Linked DNA regions of Mus musculus: region 2 is linked to region 1. The links are chromatin contacts, called in public ChIA-PET maps. All regions are on one chromosome and are shown on one strand. Each heading gives the region's core, a stretch centred on a gene start, on an enhancer-like site or on the middle of the called end of the contact. The rest is flanking DNA. Distances are from core to core; before and after follow the strand shown. Region 1 holds the start of Csrp2 (cysteine and glycine-rich protein 2). Region 2 holds the start of Phlda1 (pleckstrin homology like domain, family A, member 1).

Region 1 (6,019 bases), core at 1,104-3,603:
AGAATCACTGCCTGCGAGGCTGTTTCAGAACCAAGCTGGCACACTGCGGAGCTGAGTGTTGAGACCACGTGTTCTAGCCAAAAGTCACACCTTTTCTCACTACCATTTCTATTTTAAAAGCTAAAAGAACTTATTCACATTCACAACTGAAATTCCGACTTTAAACATTTAAATAAGTAAATGATATTTTAAAATATTGATAGTTAAATACAAATACATTTAAAAAAAATCAATGTACACCAGTCCCGGGTTTACTGAAATATATACAGAGAACAGACAACAGAACTACTTTTGTCTTAGGGTTTCTATTTTTGTGAAAAGATGTTACAAGTCTTTTTTTTTTTTAAGATTTATTTATTTATTATATGTAAGTACACTATAGCTGTCTTCAGACACTCCAGAAGAGGGCGTCAGGTCTCATTACAGATGGTTGTGAGCTACATTGTGGTTGCTGGGATTTGAACTCAGGACCTTCAGAAGAGCAGTCAGTGCTCTTACTCACTGAGCTATCTCACCAGCTCCTGTCACAAGTCTTATAAAGAAAAATAGTTCATTGGAGCTGGCTTACAGTTCAGAGGTTTAGTCCATTATCATCGTGGCGGAGAACATAGCAGCACACAGGCTGTGAGGCTGGAGAGACAGCTGAGAATTCTACATCTTGGTGGGCAGGCAGCAGGAAGAAAGAGACACACTGGACCTTACGCTTCTGAAACCTCAAAGCCCACCCCCAATGACACACTGCCTCTAAAGAGGCCACGCCCACTCAAAATGGCCACACCTTCAAATAGTGCCGCTTCCTATGAGCCTATGGGGCCGTCTTCGTTCAAACCCACCACAACTTCCATAAATAGCTTTGCTACACATGATAAGTTTTGACCTTAGACTGTAGGGACAGATAGTTTGACAGAAAAACAACAGGTCCAGTCCTTAGGCCCCTTCCTCAGAGAAACTCTAGTGGACCTCAGGAGTAGCAGAAAAAGGACAATCGCTTGCTGAAAAAAAGGGAACATGAACTACCCTGCTTCCTTCAGTGAAAACAAACCAGAAGCCCCTCCCGTAAGAAGTGCAGCAAGCTGCGGAGGTAAAGCAAACAGATCGGAATCGTGAATGTAAGAATTGCTGGTATTTAGAAAAGCTCACAGCAGGCACCCATGCTTTCAAACTCCTGCCGCAATCTGGGGGAGATGTCAATCACTACTTGCACTGTTTTTCAACAGTCCTTGGTGGACAGAGAATCTGGCTGCAATTACGAGCTTATTTTGGATTGGGCCCAGCATACGACATAAAAAGGCATAAACCAGGCCTGTACTTTGTCACCGGAGGGGCCTTCCTCAACTCTGCCTCCTCCTACCCCCCCTAACAGGGCCTTTGGCAACGTAAGCGGGAAATTTTTTATTGTCGCAACGCGAGGGTACTGGCATCTATCAGTTAAAGTCATCCTAACCCCCACCAAAGAACTAGGCTATTAACAGCATGATGTTGCGCCTGGATGAAAGGGGTGATCGATTTGTGACAGAGGGGAGTAGTTTTGGTCGCTGCCTATTGCGGCGTGGAGGTCACCACTCTTCAAATACTAATTCTTAGGGCAACCCACTACTGATGACAGAGAAGTGGATCACCAAATGTCCTAGAATACAAACCAGATAGAGATGACATTATTTTGCTTTTTGTCTAGAACAATAATATGTCACCTCAAGCCCAGATTTTAGGTCCTTTCTGCTGTCTTCGCCGGCGAGACATCCCTGGACTTTTCGGACAACTGCAAACAATTGCAAACTGAAACCCGAAGCCTTTTGGCGCCAGGGTTTCTGCGTGGGTTGTGGGTTTCTTCCCCCCTCAGCAAAGAGTGGTGGGGGAAAGCAAAACACTTGGGGAATGAGGTGTTTTCATAACGTCATTTGTTTAGTCTAGATGAGGAATGCAGCTCTTTCGCGACAGGAAAGCTGCGGATTCCAGAAGCCGGGATTCTGACCAGAGACTATCCTGCACCGGGGAGTCCTGCACCCCGGAGGCTAACATATGGCGTTTGTGCAGTAAAGGGTGGCGGGAATCCCACGGGGCGACACCGGATCTCGCTGGCTCCGGGCCGATCCTGAGTGCTCCGGACGTCCCGGGACCGGCGGGTAGGAGCAGCCGGAGACGGTGGGAGACTCGGACGCGCGGGAAGCCGCAGGAAGAGGCGGGATTCCGGTCTTTTGTCTCGGGGCCAGAGCTCGAAACCCGCAGCGGGAGCCCAGCTCAGCGGGCCGGGCGGAGACCATCGCACACCCCGAGGGGCATGACCGATGATGGGCGTGGCGAACAAGGCCACGCCCAACATAAGTCTTTAAAAGCGGGCACACGCGCTCCCGCCAGTCTCCGGATCCGCCCGCGGCTTTCCTCGGTCAGACCTCGTTAGCTCCGCCCGCCGCGTGCTCCCTCCTCCCACTCGGGTGAGTCCTAGGAAGCCTGCAGCCCCGCGGTCCCTGTCATCTCCACCCCTGCTCCTGACTATGCTTCCACCCGTCCTCTCACTTCTGCCCCAATGCGGGGTCCACTAGCACACCTGCTGTCGCCCCCAGACCATCCCTGCCCTGGGACCTCATGTCCTTGGGGCAGGTAAATCATCCCCTGTGACCTTTAATTTTCCATCCTGTTCTCTGGGAGAGAGGCGAGCTGGGAGTTTCTCGTGGCCGCCAATGCCTCTTTTTGTAGCCCCAGGCTCCCTCCCAGGGCTGATTCTCCCCTTCGGGTAGGAGGGGTTAGAGGCTTCGGGGCTCCAGTGCCCCAAGGGTGTGTCTGCCCAGCCCTGACGACCTTCTCGGGAATTGGGTGGGTACTCTGGGGTGGTGGGCGTCTCCATACCCTCTGAGCTCCAGTTCTCCTGTGGCGAAACGGAGCTCCTGGCCATCGCCTTTGTTCGGTGGTCTCTGCCCACCCGGCACAGAAGGAACCATAGTGAAATTCTAGTTGAACATTCCTAGCTTTTCCTGGTGCTTTCTACCTTTAAAGTACAAACAAGGATACAGCATTGCTTGGTTCTGAAATTCTGCAACAGGTCCTAAAAGTCACAGTATGGGTTCAGAGCTAGATAATAGTTATAGGCATCCGTGAGGTAAGGGGTGAGGTGAGGGGAGAGCTCTTGAAACTTCTGCCCCCTTGGAAGCCAGGACTTTGAACTTTATTTGTTTACCTGATTACTTTTTGAGTAAATATTTGGTTTGACCTGTTTTGTTTGAGTCGCATACATTTTTACTTTATTAAATGCTTTTCAGTTCGGGGCGGGGGGGGGGCTGGGTGTAGTAATTTTTTAACTTGGGCAGCGAAAATAGTTAAATTATTGACTTTTTCAATGCGTGCTTAATCTCTACTTACATAAAACCAAAGAATCCAAAAAGGAAGTGATTCTTGTACCCAGATTCTTCAAGAAAGATTTAAACGGTAGATTTCAAAAGAGAGACTCATACAATCTCAACACTGCATACAAGTGACATTTGGGACCCTATTCTCTGCCATTGCCTTGTAATTGTTACTGATAATTCCTTCATTACTCCTCAAGGCTGTTTGACCCCACTTTTTATAGCCAGGTTGCCATAGACGTATACATCCCATGAGTCTCTGGAACACTGTTTGCTTAGTTATCTTGAATATGTTGGAGCACACCTCGGTGCTTGTTAACTGAATAAAGAAGGCGGGAACAGACAAGGCCCCGTTGTGGGGAGCAGTAGATATTTATTAACAGATTTCAGCCAACGTGGTGTTTTTTTTTTTTTTTTTTAACACCATAAATTGTTAACAGATTCCTCCCAATCTTGTTTGAAAATTTTTGGCTGATATGGAATATGCTCAAGAGCATGCTAAAATCAGTACTGATTGGAGGGCCATCCTGGTGAAGTTGCACAGTCTTGGACTTGAGGGAAATTGTATCTTTATTAAAAGATAGCATAAATGTTGGTATCAAGTAGGGGGACAGGATACTAGGTCCAGGCATAACTCTGTCAATACATAGCTTTGAGAGCTCAAGCCTTTGGTTTCCATTTTCCTTCTGTTACAAATGAGAGGGATGAATGAGATGGACATAGGGGACCCTCTAAGGGAGAGGAGGTGTAACATGGGAGGGCAGAAATCAAGTCTAGAGTGTCACTCCCAAGTCAGTACCCCTTGGTTTGGTGCCCCTAACACGTTAACACTCTCTGGTCTCAGCCTTGTGAAATAGGTCTAATAGCATCCTTGCTGGGGTGGTGGGGGAGAGGGAAAGGGTGTGTCTGGGTAGGGTGTGTGTGTAAGGAATGCCTAAGTACAAGGTACAACCTTAGGGATATGTATGTGGTGGGTTGCTTGTGGTTTTAGATAACTTCCTGCGCTTTCTGAAACTTGGAGTGAAATGGTTCTTGGTGGGAGTCTCTCCAGAGAGAGGGGACTTCCACTTGAACATCCCCCAGCCCTTCCCTCCATCCTCAGACCTCCCGAGGTTTCCTCAGGACTCCATCACTGCCTGGACTGGAATTTGCTTGCCAGCTCCTGGGTCCTGTCGGTTGGGTAACACCTAGGGAAGGAATCCTGTTTGTATGTCCCAGGCCTCTTCTCCAAACCTGTGGCTTCTTGTTGTGTGTTGTTTATAGTACTGGGCTTGAACCTAGGACCTCGTGAATACTAAGCAAGGACTCTGAAGGGAGCCACAATCCACCCTTTTAATTTTTTTCATTTTGAGACAAAATTTTGCAGTTTCCTAGGCTGGCCTTGAACTTTAGACCATCCTGTCAGAGTCTCCCAACTAAGCTGGGATTACAGACCTGTGCCTGGTCCAAAACGTTTTTAAATATATAAGAGACAGCACGTGTGACTGAGATTTGAAGGAGTTGAATTTCTTGCATTGAAAATCAAGATCTAGAGGACTGCTTCTCATTCTGCATTCTAGGGAAAGCAAGGCGCGGCTTCTGGCTGTTAGATTTTATTGTTGTAGGCTGTAGAGGGAGAGCCATAGTGTACTGTGTGTGAATCATTTGCAGAGACTTAGCCAGGTCCTTGCATTTTCACGAGCTCCTTGTGCCAACAGTACTAATTGCTTTTGCCTAGTAATAAAAGTTCAGACAGATTTGGATACAGCAAGGCGAAGGGCCTTGACAGTTAACTGTAGGAACGGTTTCCTGGTGGCTTCACAAAAGGAATGGAGAGAGAATCGAATCTAGTATAGCAAATGCTACGAATCTTTGGCATAGCCACAGGTGACAGTACTGCTATCTCTGTGGCTGCCAGTGAGCTCTATTGGTGTTCTAAGTCTCTTGTTTTCATAGTTAATATTTACCAGGTTTTCCAGCCATAAAAAATGAGAATCATGGCAATGCCTACTTACCATTTAGTTGTGAAGACTATATCAATAAACAATGTAAATGAATATGGTAAATATTACAGGAGTATTTGTCATTGTGACTACCTGCTATGTAACAGACACTATTGTAAGGGTGGTTTGCATATATTGTTTAATCTCAGAACAGCTTTATGATATAAATCAGCATCACTTTCATTTTTAAAATAAGAAAACTGGCAGATAAAATGTTATCTTTATCATTTGCCAAATACGCAGGAATCTTGGCATCTAAATCCAGGTTCTCCATGTGCAGAAGGTGAGGATGTTGAATTGTGTGAATAGTTCTGAAGTATCTGGTCACATTCACAGATTGCTGATTGCTCTGGGATGGGTTGGGTCCAGAGATTACCAAACTTACAGCATATCCGCGTTTAATTACAGAGTGTGACCGGGCAGGTACCACCCACATCCATGTCAAGAATTTTGCTGTCCTCCCGTTGAAGGCATTGTGGTGACGGCATGCACATTAGCTAACGCGAAGAGGCCAGGGTCACTCAGTCGAGGGGAGGTTTCTTTCCATGGTGACATTAGACTTCGGTGAGCAGAGAGAACTAGGAAGAGCTTCTTGTTGAAACATCACAGTTTGGGGGCACCGGCCACACTGCATGGAGGAGCCCCGGGTGGGCAGGAGTCCATTCCTGTGCTTGGAGTATGGGGACTCAGAGATGGAGA
Region 2 (6,019 bases), core at 1,541-4,040, 590 kb after region 1:
GTAGCTTTTTAACTTTTTTTGTGCATATAGTGGGGTGGCAAGTATGCCATAGCCTTTAAGACCAGCAACTGTAACATCTGAGCCATTTTGTCCACTCTTGTTACTCTTGCAGGCATTGGGATGCTGGTATAGGAATACCTAACACTATTGCTAAAAAACTCCAAGCCCCATGGGATTCAATGTATATGGTAATTAGGGAATAATATGAGTCAAGTTTAGTGCGTGCTGTAGTACGTTTTAAAGATACACCAAGTGCAGATAGGGTTTGCTGGCTAGGTACTGAGAGGAAAGAATGGTGAAAGGCACGTGTTCTCAACGCATTTGCAATCTTTATGACCCATGTGTTGAAGTAGTTAAAAAAAAAAAAAAACCTTGATGACACAGGAAACTGGGAAGCGAGGTCTGGGATTACGGCAGAACACAGCTTGTGCACGGAGCTGGTCTGTTGCCCACACCCGACCTTGCTTCCCTCCCTCCCGCCCTCTGAGCTGTCTAGGCCCCTTGTCCATCAGAGTGCAGGGTGCTGGTGATGAATGCATTCGTTCTCTGCTTGCCATGTAGGTGGTGTATTTAGAGTCCTCAGTGGGTGTGTCCTGAGTAGACATTTTCATGAAATTGGGTCCTAAGGCTTGGAGCTCTAGTGTCTAAACCAGTTCATCCCAGAAGACCTTTTGTATGTTTACTGATTCCTAGTTACATGGTAACTAGAGTTTTCTTTTCAGGGTCCTTTTAAGTAAAATATCCCATTTTCCGTGATCAGTTCTTAAAGTCAAAGGCGCGTTTATAAGAGCTACTGAGTATCAGGCGTTTATAAGAGCTACTGAGTATCTAGCTTGGGGAATCTGCTTCACTCTTTGGCAATAAGTACTTGGCTATGCCAGGAAGGTGGAAAACAGAACACCTTAAAAACAAGTTGAATGAACCATTAATTATGTAAAGGAAAACATTTTTAATGTTTCCTGCATTTTCTGACGATTTATCTTTTGAGGATTTTGTTTGTTTGTTTGTTTTCTTTAGGAAAAAGTCTCTCTAGCCAGTTAAGTGAGGTGGCAGTTGAAATAAACAGAGCAGAGTTTCAGGCTACAAAATTCTGAAACTTAAATTTCCAATAATGGAACTTATTGTGGTCAATGTACACATAGCTTACCACAGAAATACTAATTGTGAAACAGCCAGAGGGAATCAGGGAATTTTAAAGTCTTTAGTCAGAATGAAGTGAACACGTTGGAAATCTATGATGACTGGGCATTTGCAACTGTTTTAGGAAAAATAGTGCCTGGTAAACTGGGCTACAGTTCACAGTTCAGTGCTTTTCCAAATGGGATACCTTTCTCAACTATGCCTCTCTGTGTTGGCTACAAACCTCTACCTGGCTTTAGGGACTCTGGATACTATAAATGCACTTTCCAGATAACAAGAGAATGCTGTTCTGCTGAAAAAAGACAGCTGGTAGTATAGGAACTCTGGAGTGCTGACCTGTTCTACAGAGGTGGGGGAAAGAAATTAAGGTGGTTAGTAATCAGAATTACAAGTCTATTCTTGGTATACACAAAGATAATGCTTATGCATGATCACATTAGAAATCTTTACATTTGTTTTTTTGGGGGGGGGGGGGAATGGGGAACAAAAACGAAAGGCTGTAAAATGAGTCCAAATGTAAGACTCAGAATTGTTTTTTTTGAACTGGTCCATTTGATCAGAACCTTGGGTGAAGGTCCAAGAACTCTGTTTTCGAGAAGACATTTCTGTTAGCTCTCAGATTAAGTTCGAGTTTCATAGCACGACACACGAAAGACTTTGAATAGTTCATCCTCGACATTCTCTTCGATTGGATTCCTGATTCTTCCTGGCGGTGTGGCAGCAGCCCTTGTCTGACCAACAGCCTGTTTTGTCCTATCTCCTTATGGTGAGAGGAGGCTTAGAGGTTATTTTCCCAAACTGGAGACTAGATCTGTGCTTTATAGTCTACCTTATCAGGAAAGGTTTAAAGGCAAGACGGAGACTAGGACTTTCCAGAGTCAGATTCCCACAGGTGTTTGTAGGACATTCGCCAAGGCTTGTGTGTATGACCTCCCAATGCTGGACATCTGCCTACCCTGCTACTGCTGTGGACTGCAAGGTCTGATCTAGAAGGAAACCCGAGGGCCTAGAGAGATGGCACTCCTCGCAGAGGTTCAATTCCCAGAACCTGTTCTAGGGATCTGCTGATTTCTGACCTGCGTTCTCATACAATACGTACTACACACACACAAGCAAAACATACACTCACAAAAACAAAAACCGCTTGGTGAGTCTGGCTATTTTGCCTGTGTTCTGTGGCAGGAAAGGAAGTCAAGAATGTATACCTGGAGTGAGTCCACCCTTATTTCCCTGTCACTACAAACTGGTAGCTTTATTGTTTTGCCTTAGCTAATTGCCCCCAGGAACAACTATTTATTTAATGGCTGAACAACACCAACAACAAAAAAGCTCGAAGCACTCTTGGGTTTTGTTCCCTGAGATGTTTACATAGCTATGGGGGGGGGGGGGGTAATGCCCGCTATGGAACTTCGTCCCCTAAGTTTTATGCCCTTGTCTGGAGTCGGCTCCGCGTTGACCCCAGGGGTGGCTCCCCAGGCCTGCCTGGATCTGCTACCCACCCCCGCAGCGGAGAGCCCACCTGCTAAGGAAGGGCCGGTCCGTGGGGGGATGGTTTTTCGGCGCCCTCTGGGCGTCGGCAGTCGCCGCCCGGCAGCCGCGGCGACCTCAGCGACCGCGTGGAGCCTCCAGGAGTTTCCAGAACCTGCTTCCAGGCGGCGCGGGCGGCCGTGGGCGGTGGGGCGGGGCGGGGGCGGAGCCGGCGGCGGGGCTGGGGCGGAGCCGGCGGCGGGGGGCGTGTCCGCGGCGGGCTCTGGGAAGGCCCCAAGTTAATGAGGCGTACGCCGGCTGCCGAGCGCCTCTCGGAGCTGGGTTTTCCCCCGCGGCGCGGGCGCCAGGAGCCGCCTTTTCCGCTGGGTGTCACTCGGGGGTGGGGAGGGTGGCCCATTGAAAAGCGCCGCGAGGGGCCCCGGCCAGTGCCCTTCAGTGAGCGCTCGCCGGAGGACGGCAGAGAGCAGCCCGCTCACGGCTCCGGGATCTTGTGGCGAGTCAGGACGCGCCTGTCCCTCTGCCGGGACCCCGAGCCACCGCCGCCGCCGCCACCGCTCTGTCTCCTGCGAGTCAGCCTTCTCTGCGCGCTCCGGGCGGGCGGCCGCGGAAGCCGCTGGGGCGAGGACGGCGCAGGGCTGCTACTGCTACCCCCAGCCGGAGCGTCTGGAAGCCTGAAGGCCGAGCGGAGCAGCAGCACCCCTTATGCCGGAAGGATGCTGGAGAACAGCGGCTGCAAGGCGCTGAAGGAAGGAGTGCTGGAAAAGCGAAGCGACGGGCTGCTGCAGCTCTGGAAGAAAAAGTGCTGCATCCTCACCGAGGAAGGGCTACTGCTCATACCGCCCAAGCAGCTACAACAGCAGCAGCAGCAGCAACAGCCCGGGCAGGGGACGGCCGAACCGTCCCAACCTAGTGGCCCCACCGTCGCCAGCCTTGAGCCACCAGTCAAGCTGAAGGAATTGCACTTTTCCAATATGAAGACTGTAGACTGCGTGGAGCGCAAGGGCAAGTACATGTACTTCACTGTGGTGATGACGGAGGGCAAAGAGATCGACTTTCGGTGCCCCCAGGACCAGGGCTGGAACGCCGAGATCACGTTGCAGATGGTGCAGTACAAAAATCGCCAGGCCATACTGGCGGTCAAGTCTACCAGGCAGAAGCAGCAGCACCTGGTCCAGCAGCAGCCTCCGCAGACGCAGCAGATCCAACCCCAGCCCCAGCCGCAGATCCAACCCCAGCCCCAGCCGCAGATCCAGCCTCAACCCCAACCCCAGCCCCAACCTCAGCCCCAACCTCAGCCCCAACCCCAACCCCAACAGCTCCACTCCTACCCGCATCCGCATCCTCATCCTTACTCTCACCCGCACCAGCACCCACACCCGCACCCGCACCCGCACCCTCACCCTCACCCTCACCCGTACCAACTCCAGCACGCGCACCAGCCTCTTCACTCGCAGCCGCAGGGTCACCGGCTTCTCCGCAGCACCTCCAACTCTGCCTGAAGAGGGCGGCACCCGGGCCACTCAAGGTAAGGTCCTGGCAACCTGGGACACCTAGAAACGTGCCAGCATGGCTGTTGGGAAGAGTAGGAAGCTTGTTGACCGATTTCGCTCCCGAAGCAAAGTTTAAAAAAAAAAATCGTTTCAAGTTTCTGGAGAGGTGGAAAGAAGATGGGCAAGCCGGAGCTTGTAGAGGCAGGGCGGGGAGAGAAGAGCCGGAGGAATTCCGCCAGGGAGCAGGGCACGGGGACCACCTACCCACCACCGTGGTGATCACTCTTGTTCAGTGCCATCCTCCTTTGGGCTGCTTTATTGTGTGCCTCCGCACCAACGTAAAGACCTTGGTGTCCTTCTGGGCACTCGGTCCTTTGTACTGGCCGGGAGGGAACAGGGTCTTGACTCCTGAGTCACTCATTTCATTCCGTGTCCTTTCTTTCCAGGTTTTGAGGACTTCGGAAAGTGGGAAGAGTGCATTGCTATTCAGTTCACTTGGATCAAAACCAACAGAGTCTCCCCACCCCGCGCCTGATCAAGTAGTTTGGACTTCACCCGACGGATAACGCGCGCTTGCAGTTCCCTCGTAGTTTTCTGCATAATGTTCATCACAGTTGCAGGAAGCAGATTTTGCGTCGAGATGACTTTATTTATGGACCTTTGGAAGGATCACCTAACGTAATGGACCTTTGTAGGAACAATTTATGTACTGTAATTTTATTTTAATGTTATTTTGGATTATGATTATTTATTAGTTTTTTTATGCCTAATCTAAGACATTTCTGAATGTAGGCCACCTCCTCCCCCTCCTCGCCAAAAAGAAAAAGAAAAAAAGAAAAAAAAAAAAGAAACTTTATTTTCAGAAACAGATTTCTTAGTAAGCCCTGATCTTGGAAGAGAAAAAGGGAAAGGGGTGGTGGAGGGGGGCAAACATGAAAAAAAAATGGGTTCAGTATTCCCAGGACATTCTCATAAAGTCGACTCTTTCATTGTATTTGAAGACGTTGAAATTAAATTCTGATATTACTTTCAGTTTCTAAAGGTCTCTTTTTCATAGACGTGCTATGTAGTGTGTACAGATGTCTCTTTCTAAAGCTGAGTGGGTCAGAGTGTATAATTATGAAAACCTGGTGGTTACAATCCTGCTTTTTCTAGGAAGAAATCAGTATGAATGACACTGGGTTTGAAAACATTTAAATGCTACCCCAGCGGGAAGCCTGAGGCCTGGCTTGGGGGTGTGGTGAGTGGAGTCTGCTGGGGGGTGGGGGGGTTGTAGTGGCTGCATAGGAAACCAAATGTAGAGACCTGGAGCAGAGAGCTGGGCTCGGGTGCCCCGGGGATTCAATCCTAGCACCACAAAATCTCATTTTGATTGTGAGTATTAGTGCTTCCATTTTAAAATTAGGGGGTGCCCCACTTGAGAGTATTTTTACCCAGCACCAAGACCTCTGCATAGTCACTTGGGCCACATTTTCTTAGCCTTTTACTTTGTCCTAGATGCACCCTGAGAGTGATTTGTAAATATTTCAAAGGACTGGGTACCATAACATTTTAAATTTCATCCTGAAAATAAGACTGGGCAGAGAAAACGACACTTTTCCCTTTCCTGCTCTGGGGGATGTCTGGACCGTCCCTGTTTTGGTGAGGTGGCTAAATTCGCCATTTGGAAGGAAAGAAAAAGTCTAGAGAAGCCGAGTTCAGTGGTTCTCAACCTGTGGGCCTTGACCCCTTTGAGGGTCAACACAAGAGGTCGCATATCAGATCTTTACATTATGACTCATAACAGCAAATTCACAGTTAGGATATTGCAATGACTAGGGGGACTCCCTGCAACATCCCAACTCCTTTGAAATATTTACAAATCACTCTCAGGGTGCATCTAGGACAAAGGAACTGTATTA

The links. ChIA-PET counts read pairs in DNA pulled down with a chosen protein or histone mark.
Region 2: a contact with region 1 is called in an RNA polymerase II ChIA-PET map of memory CD8 T cells, with 12 read pairs. The contact joins the promoter of Phlda1 here to the promoter of Csrp2 in region 1. A contact is called at or near these places in 1 of 39 promoter capture datasets (pre-B cells) and 1 of 115 datasets of contacts at active chromatin or transcription factors (memory CD8 T cells).

What each region holds. Positions count from the first base shown.
Region 1 is chr10:110,917,823-110,923,841 of GRCm38.p6, forward strand. It overlaps Csrp2 (cysteine and glycine-rich protein 2), which reads left to right and starts at 2,354. Exons shown (of 6, transcript NM_007792.4): 1 at 2,354-2,432.
Region 2 is chr10:111,503,496-111,509,514 of GRCm38.p6, forward strand. Phlda1 (pleckstrin homology like domain, family A, member 1) reads left to right here and starts at 2,791. Exons shown (of 2, transcript NM_009344.3): 1 at 2,791-4,153; 2 at 4,565-5,154. The coding sequence starts at 2,910. The coding sequence ends at 4,127.